Regions from separate parts of the Macaca mulatta genome. Here region 1 is linked to region 2. The links are chromatin contacts, called in public Hi-C maps. All regions are on one chromosome and are shown on one strand. Each heading gives the region's core, a stretch centred on a gene start, on an enhancer-like site or on the middle of the called end of the contact. The rest is flanking DNA. Distances are from core to core; before and after follow the strand shown. Region 1 holds the start of BTG3 (BTG anti-proliferation factor 3). Region 2 holds the start of LOC144340135.

Evidence for each region. Hi-C and Micro-C count contacts between places; a contact is called where the count stands out from the background.
Region 1: a contact with region 2 is called in a Hi-C map of fetal cortical plate, with 1.7 times the contacts expected there. The contact joins the promoter of BTG3 here to the promoter of LOC144340135 in region 2. A contact is called at or near these places in 2 of 14 Hi-C or Micro-C datasets (fetal cortex germinal zone and fetal cortical plate).

The regions. Positions count from the first base shown.
Region 1 is chr3:30,125,543-30,129,973 of T2T-MMU8v2.0, reverse strand. BTG3 (BTG anti-proliferation factor 3) reads right to left here and starts at 2,161. Exons shown (of 5, transcript NM_001266041.1): 1 at 2,150-2,161. All of the region lies in intron 7 of CXADR (CXADR Ig-like cell adhesion molecule), which reads left to right.
Region 2 is chr3:29,911,275-29,915,523 of T2T-MMU8v2.0, reverse strand. It overlaps LOC144340135, which reads left to right and starts at 2,938. Exons shown (of 5, transcript XM_077997931.1): 1 at 2,938-4,235. The coding sequence starts at 3,458. It overlaps C3H21orf91 (chromosome 3 C21orf91 homolog), which reads right to left and starts at 4,001. Exons shown (of 5, transcript NM_001194344.2): 1 at 3,924-4,001; 2 at 2,809-2,942. The coding sequence starts at 2,935.

The sequences.
Region 1 (4,431 bases), core at 912-3,411, 220 kb before region 2:
CTGATTTACCATTGATTTATCCTTAAAGGCAAACCCTTGTCCTAAGATTGTTTTGATGTATGTTCTGTCTCTACTCAGTGAGCTCATTCATCTGGCTGCTGTAACCTGGAGTTATTAAGATGCTGCATTCAGTAAGCAACATCACCTTTTTAGGGAGCCAATTACGTATTAAAGACACAGAGCCTCTGCTATGTTTAGCATAAAAACGACTAACCTAGCAGTAGTCTGTGTTCCCACATTTCAAAAAAAAATAAAGCTGATTGTTAGCTTTCTTCTCTCAAACTGCTCAAGTCTCTCTTCAGAATGTGACTCCTTTACTCCAAGTGCAAATTCAAACAAGGAACCTCACTGTGAAATAAATTCTACACAGTTATCTGAGAGGTGTGCTGGCAGCCACAGATAGCCTGATCCTGGAGGGGAAGGCACAAATCTTCCTTCCAGAACCCTAGAATGACAAATTCACCTTCTACAGCCAGCTACCAGGCACTGGGCATGGGTCCACACACGAGTGTGCAAGTACACATAACCCCATAACCCCAGCTCACCACGACTGCTGTGCAGCCTCCTCCTGAAAAATGTGAGCCATTTCCACTTTATAAAGCTACATTTATATTCCACCACCATACGATGGAAAAGAAACCCCAAGGCAATTTAACATACGGGTTGGGAAGAAAGTTTTGCTGATGGAACTACATTAGCCTCCACTCCAGCAAAGCAAACAAGGAACCACACTAAAGAAATTTACTGAATCTTTAACTAGATCATTCTCCTCATTCATTACATTTGCCAACTATGTGCCATATATCTGAGTTCTGCATTTTTGTTTGCTCTGCTTCATATAAAAAAAAAAAATACGAAGGAAAGAACCACTTAGTGGTTGCTTTTGGTTGTAACACAAGATGACTCATTTGGACTTTGTTTTCCCCGTTTGAAGAAATGATGGCTGGAACAGCTGAAAAAGAAGCCCACTCCCACCAATATTCTAGGAGCACCAAAAGGTGAAAGAGGGAGAGTTACAGTCAGGGAGAGAACCACCAGAGGCAAGCAGGGCCAAGAAGACCTGAGGCGTCTTGAGTGAGTAGGCGTCCTCCACCCACACTCAGAGCAAAAGGCTCCCATTTTAAATATCGCACGGTGACGTCATCCTGGGACCTCGTCACCGCGGCGGCTGCTCCTCAAGTTCTACTTTGTTCCACAAGGCTCCTCTGCTCACGGCTGCGTGGATAAAACCCAAAAGGAATGAAGCTCGGCCTCGCAGGAGTTTATAACTTTGTACTTTTCCCTCCCTTGTAACGAAAAGCTAATCGCAAACGTTTCTAGGAACACATTTTTCTCCTGATAGACGTTCCCAAGGTGGAGGGCGCGAGAAGACTGGCCCGTGGGGAGGGGAGCCCCTGCCCGGCCTCGGCGGCGCCACAAAGCCGGCTCCAAACCACGAACAGGGGAGATAATTTTCCAAGGGGCCAGGAGTTGGACTTTTGGAAGCCATCGAAAGCTGCTGCTAGGCTCTCCCGCCGGGGTTTTAAGAGAGGTAGGTGAGGAGGCATCACACATCTCCACCCACTCTTGAAAGAACCGCCTTGAGCTGCGCCCAACTTCTGCAATCCCGGTTTTCCCCAAGTTCAAGGGGAAGGGCCCTGGCGGCCAATGCCCAGCCTCCCCGACAACATCCTCGCCAGGGTGCGCCCGCCCCGCCGGCCCGCGGCTCCGCTGTCCCCGGCGGGGGGCCCAGGGTTCGAGGACCCGGCTTCCCGGAGGCGCGACGCTCCAGCAAACAAGCGGGGCTCCAGCAAACCCACCGACGCGAAGGGGGTGGGCAGAAGGTGGGAAGCGGCGGGGCTGTCGCCCACCCGGAGGCGGAAGATAACGCGCTGTGGAAACGTGGCAGGAGCCTTGAGGCGGCGTCTTTTTCCTCAGGCGCCCGCCGAGGGTCCCGCGGAAAGCCTCGCGGGCCGCCCTCGCGGCCCGCAGCCCTGCTCTGGCGCCGAGCGGGAGCCCATGCAACCTGGTTCCATCCCCTGCCCCTCCCCTGTCCCCGGTGCGCCGCCCGCCAGCGAGCCTTCGACGTGGCCGCAGGGGCGCCGGGACCACCCTCCCCCGATACCCACAGCCCCGCCATGTCTGCCTTTCCCCGGCCCGGTCTCCTCACCGCCGCTGCCGCCGCCGCTCTCCGGCCGGAGATTCGGCGGCCCAGACCGTGTCCTGGCCGGGAACTGAGGGCTCCGCCTCAACGGGCCCGCGCTCGGCAACAGGGAGCGCAGCGAGCCTCGTCCGGCGCGTGCGGCTCCCGCGTCGTCGGGCGGCCAAGCGCGCGTTGAGAGGACTGGCGGGCGGGCGAGCGCGCACACGAGCGAGCTCAGCCCCAAAGCGGCGCGCAGGGGGCTCGCGGCCCGGAAGAGGGGAGGGGCGATGACCCGGGAAAGGGTTGGCGCCGCGCGGGATCGGCTCGCGCGCCTGAGGGGCGGTGCCGGGGGCGGGGCTTCGCCGCGAGGACGCCCCTGAGCCCCGGGCCTAGCCGCACCGGAGGCGACACACCCTCGCCCTGTCATGAGCCAGGCGCAGATCCTCGACCGCGACGGCGCGGTCCGTAGCACCGCGGGCTTCCCTCCCCGGCAAAGAGCGGCGCTGAGGGCCTGTGGAACCCCCGCCCGGCCGCCCTACGTGCGTCAGCGCCTTCGGGGGGTCGCGCGGGCTGGGTCCTTTCGGCTGTCTCGGCCTTTTGTTTTCCCCCTCAGGTCTCTCCACGCTGCACTTGACACCCTCAGGGCCGGATGGCGAGTGCTAGACCCAGCTCTCTAGACCCGGGGTTTCATGGGGGCACGGACTCGACGGGAAGGGGGACTTTGCATTTATGGACAGATCCTCATCCTTCTTGCTGTAGTTAATTACACGCGCGTTCACCGTGCAGCCGCCCTGCCGTATTTTAGGCGGTTGTTGGCACTCCTAGTTGGGCCCTTCCCTGGCCCGTCACAGCAGGGACTGCCTCCTGTGGACGCTTGTGTGCTGCCCTGGCACCGGCCACTGTGTTTTGCACAAAGGAGAGGTTCCAAGGATGTTGGCTAAAGGAATGAAGCCTTGAGAGTCCAGGCTTTCTATTTCTGAGCCACTCTACTCAAGGACTTCCCAGATGGAAACCTTCATCTTTGAGCAAATACAAATATGGAGAGGGAACATTAACTTTCTGAAGAAAAGAAGGAACATTTTTGTCAACCTTTTATATTGAGTTAGCACCATGGTCTTAGTTTTTGGGAAAGCACTTTCATACGTCCAACTGGCGGGAGGAATACAAGATATTCCTACCTTTTTATTGTGATTTTTAAAAGAGGGCTAAAACACGTTGTAAATTACTTGAGAACTGAATGTTCAAGTTATACATATATTGGCCAGATTCCTTACTGCCCACTAGGCCTGGGAGCGTGTTTTCAGCTCAGTTGTATGAATGTTTTGAATTTTTATTACTGATGTTTGTTATTATAGCCTATTAGCAATTCAAAATAATTTTTTAGCAGCAATAAATATACCATCCCCCAAACAGTACAATAAACTTTATTTGTAGAAAAAAAAATTACACTGTTCTAGGACTAAGTCTACTTACTGGTACATTTAAAGAGGATATTTACACCTTGGAGTCTTCTAGGAGGTGTGAAGGTGTTTTTATTTTAAAATCATAAGCTGATAAGGTTATTTTTACACATAAAGGCCTTTAATTCTGCAGTTTCATAAAATAGCTAGGTAACCACCCACATTACTCAAAATTTGTCCAGAAATTTCTATAGTTTAGGACTAGTATTTTGTGTAGTATTTATAAATCTATGGTCCACATTTTCCAGTCTTAGAGCAGTACCATATTCAAAAAACACCGGCAAGAACCTGAAACCCGATTTCAAAATGACTTTTAAAAAATTCTCAGGCTGGGCACTGTAGCTTATGCCTGTAATCCCAGCACTTTGGGGGATCAAGGAGAGAGGATCACTTGAGCCCAGGAGTTCAAGACCAACCTGGCCAACACCGTGAAACCCAATCTCTACAAAAAATACACAAATTAGCCAGATGTGGTGACACGCTGCTGTAGTCTCAGATACTCTTGAGACTGGGGTGAGAGGATCACCTGAGCCCAGGAAATTGAGGCTGCAGTGAGCTATGATGACATCATGGCACTCCAGCCTGGGTGACAGAGCAAGACTCTGTGTAAAAAAAGAAAAAAATTTCTCACAGCTGAACACTGTGAAATAGACACATAGCAAACAATATATCTTAAACAGTTTTTCTCTCATCCACTTCTCTTGCACACACAGTATTTGTTTTTATGTCTCTTTCAAAACTTGATCTACCCTTGTGTGCTTCAGATTCTTTGCCCCAGCTCTCTTTCCTTCTGAGATGGAATCACAAAATCACAAATGAATTGGTCTGGCAGGGCAAAGCCCTCCTCTT
Region 2 (4,249 bases), core at 1,689-4,188:
ATACTCCCAAACTACAAAAAACTTTACACTAAACTAGTAAAGTTAAATGTCATTTTTAAAAAGCCCCTCTTACATTCTAGCCTATTGACAGGCATTGTGTTGGGAACTTGGTAGAGGAAAGAAAACTTCAAAAACATTTTAAAAGATTTACCGACAACAAATATACCTTGTTATTTTTCTAGTATGTAATTATTATGACATTTTTCCCCCACTGATTTCTAAAGTCCTGTATACTGATACAAAAACTAAAATTGTGTGCAATTCAAGATGCTCATTTCCCTCTTTTCTAAAATAATCTTTTTTTTTTTTTTTTTTGAGACGGAGTTTCGCTCTTGTTGCCCAGACTGGCGTGCGATGGCATGATCTCACCTCACTGCAACCTCTGTCTCCTGGGTTCAAGTGATTCTCTTGCCTCAGCCTCCCGAGTAGCTGAGATTACAGGCATGTGCCACCATGCCCGGTTAATTTTGTATTTTTAGTAGAGACGGGGTTTCTCCATGTTGGTCAGGCTGGTCCCGAACTCCTAACCTCAAGTGATCCACCTGCCTTGGCCTCCCAAAGTGTTGGGATTATAGGCGTCAGCCACCACGCCGGCTTACAATAATCTCATATTAAACAAAACAGTTGTAATACACTAGCTGATAACTGTAGTGAAAATGAAAATGTGTATTTGTGAGAGCTGAGAACTGACACCAGATAGAGAAGAAATTATTTGATTCTAATTTTACTTACAAAGATTAAATTGGGATTTTAATATATAAAACCTTGACTATACATAGAATATTAATGAAACAGTTCTAATTCAAATTGAGAATTGTCTTTTACACTGAAGGTAACTATGATTTCAAAAACAAAGGACTTATTCCATGCTTACATGCTGAGATATTATCAGAGCTGAAATGTTAAGAGATGGTACCTGAGGAAATATCTGTATAATCTCTATACAATGACTGAATACCAGATAAAAGGCTTATTTTAAAAAGCTAGAAAAGCAATTACAAAAATTTAGGGTTCTGTGGAAAAATTCGATCATGGTACGAACTCCATTAATGATGAGTTGCCAGGAAACACTGGTTAGAAAAAGATGGCTGAGAGAATAGCAAGGATAACCAATTAGGATTAGAACATTAGCCCTATTGATATAAAATAACTATTGACAGTAGATCAATGGTATTAAGATTACATATACTAGAACCAGACTGTCAAGCTTTAGTCCAGGATCGTCAGTTATGAGCTGTGTGACTTCAAACTGTATTTCTTAGGTCTCCAAGTTTCAGCTCTATCACATTGAAAATAGAAAATGACAGTAGTCATTCCAAAGCTATCTTGAGTTAAATAAGATAATCCACATAAGGGGTTTAGCACAGTGCCTGGCACATAACAACAGGTTGCCATCACCACTACAGCAACCCTGGGCAGTCCAACTTTTTGGCTGTTTCCTTAAAGGTAAAATACGGGGTTGGACTAGATAATTTCTAATGTCTTTACCCATCTAAAATTAAAATTCTACAATGTATCAACAATATACAAGCCACCTCTATTTTCAAAGAACATAAATTCAGATTTTAACCCTAGCATGATTTAAGTACTGTAAAATAAACTTATTTTTAAGTTATCCTTTTATTTTTATTTATTCTTTTAGAGATGGGGTCTTGCTATGCTGCCCAAACTGGACTTGAACTCCTAGGCTCAAGCAATCCTGTCACCTCAACCTCTGGAGTAGCTGAAATTGTAGGACTACACCGCTGTTCCTGTTATATCATCTTTTGAAATTAGCTATAATCACTACATTTATTAAAGCCAAAGTTATAGATATTCTATGTAATACACAAGAAATCCATAATCTTCCATCACATACTGTTTGGTGACTATAATAATTTCTGAATAACAAGTCCTAACAGGAATTTCAAGGTATATAATCCCCCACTATATTTTTTTAAAACTATAAGAACATTTCATACCCCATACTTACAGAACAGAAAATAAAGATCATGAAAAATTTCAAATATATAATTCAGAAAAAAGGAAATAACTATTTTGAAACTGTCCATAATCTGGAGGTTTAATAAAGTCTCTCTACTGATATGTAACAACTCAAAACTCAAATTACAGGCCAGAATATTAAGTTTTTTTTTTTAGTATGACTCATAAATATCTAAACCAAAAATCAATTTTAATATGACGACACTAACTGCACCAACCCAAATACAACCTTCTAAGAGGGCTGTGTTTTTTTTTTTTTGGATTTGGAGAATTTTTCTTCATATATCTTAGGGACACCATTAAAAAATTTTAAAAACCTTTCCAGTTTTCAAAAATTACTAACAGTGTGTGTGATCACTGAAAAGAGGTTAATCTAAAAATTTTAAAATATTTTTCCAGATAATAAGATCATACTGGTAAGAAAAGGGTTCGGGCTTATCTCACTCAAATACTTGCATAATAGGCTTGAAAGAATAAAAAAATTATGTTACTTAATATGAAAAACACACACGTCTGTTAAAATCTGACAATTCAATAAGCTCTCAAACCAGAAAACACGTTTCCCAATCAACACTCATACTTATTTCTGTATTAGGAAAAATGAGGTTGTTCCAGGGGTCTTTAAAAAACAAAGATTTCTCTTAAATTCGTAACTCTGTTAACTGCACCTTCATTTCCAGAAACCTTATCTTTAACAAATCTCTACACTATTCATATTTAGCACAATTTCCAATCATTGAAGATATTTTAGTTTTACCTTACAACCAGGATAAAGCAGCTGTATTAAATTCATGCCGTAAAATCAAAACTACACCGTGTGCTTACCCTCAATATTTAGCTCAAAACAAATGTGGCAGAAGGAGAGTGTTTCTTTGTCTGTTCCCAGTTTACAAACACTGCAAATGTTGTCATCATTCAAATCAATGTTTACAAACTGCTCCTCTTCGTTCATAGTGCCCCTATTAAGAAACAGAAAAGGAAAGTTACACAATTCAAGAACCTGCCTTTGGGGTAGTTTCCTTTTCGGGGAACTTCTAGGAAACAAGGATGCTGTTCAGCTCGTCTAAAGCAAAAGCTCCATCAAACAAGCATCGCCATACTTGCACTTCAACATTGCACTTTTCCTGTGCAAAGACACAAAGCTAGTAAAACTTAAAACTAGGCCATAGGTGACACTATGTCAGTGTCTATTTTGTCCTATAGTTGATTGGGTTAAGGGGACCTGAAGGAGAGAGGTTTGCGGGCATTCTAGTCCTCCTCCTTCGTCCCCCAACCTCGAATAATCAGACACAGGGCTTAGCAGCGAGGCCTCTTCAGCTACCAGGTTCTGTCAACCTAGTTAACGCTGTGAGAAACAGGAAAAACGACCTGCACGGGACACTGCTTTGCTAACTTCCATTGGGGGAACCTCAGATGCGCCTCGCGAACTCGGAGTTGCGAAGCTTCGCATCGAACGGAGGTCGGCGGCAGCAAAATGCACGTGGGTACCGAACACCTGGGGAGGGCGTCCCGCCGTGTCCAGGGCAACCACACCGAAGGCCGAGCGGCGGATTCACGGTACCAGCCAGGCACCGCCGGAGGGGCCCAAGCCGGAGCCGGGAGAACCGCGGCACCCTGGAGCCCAGCGGGCGGGAGAGACTCGTCCCATCGCTCCGGGATTCCTCCCAGAGGGAAGAAAGCGTCCGACGGCCACGGCGGCCGGCCCGCCCAGCCTCAGGGTCTCGGGGAGCCGGGTCCTGGCCCGTCCTTCAGCGTTGCGGGCGCGCGGCCGCCCCCAGGGAGTCGCGGACCCACGTCAGTCTCTCCGTCGGTCCGTCCGTCGGGGCGCCTGGCGCGCAGCAGCGCGAGGGGCCTCGGGGCTCGGAACTCGAAGGAGGCGGCACGATGGGACGGGGGATCTGGGCTCAGGTGGGACAGGAGCAGGGGTTCGGGGTCTTTACCGTCCGTCTCCGCGGGCCACCACCGCCTTTCCGCGCGGCTCGGGTTCCTCCACTATTGTTTCCGGCCGCAGCAGAGGCGGCCGCCGCGCGCCTGGCCCCGCCCTCTCCCGCCGGCGCCATCCCGCGAAGGCTGCGGGGAGGGTGGCGCGGCCGCGGGCACAACTGCGCGCTCGCAGGGCTGCTACGGGCCCGCCCCTCCACTCCTGCACCGACGCCGCACCTTCGCCTCGAGTTCTCCGGTGATTCCGTGTGTCCTGGCCGGAGTTTCTTACCGTTCTCTGGAACGTAGCTCCTCACACCCCCCTCGTCGAGGTGCGTAGATAGAC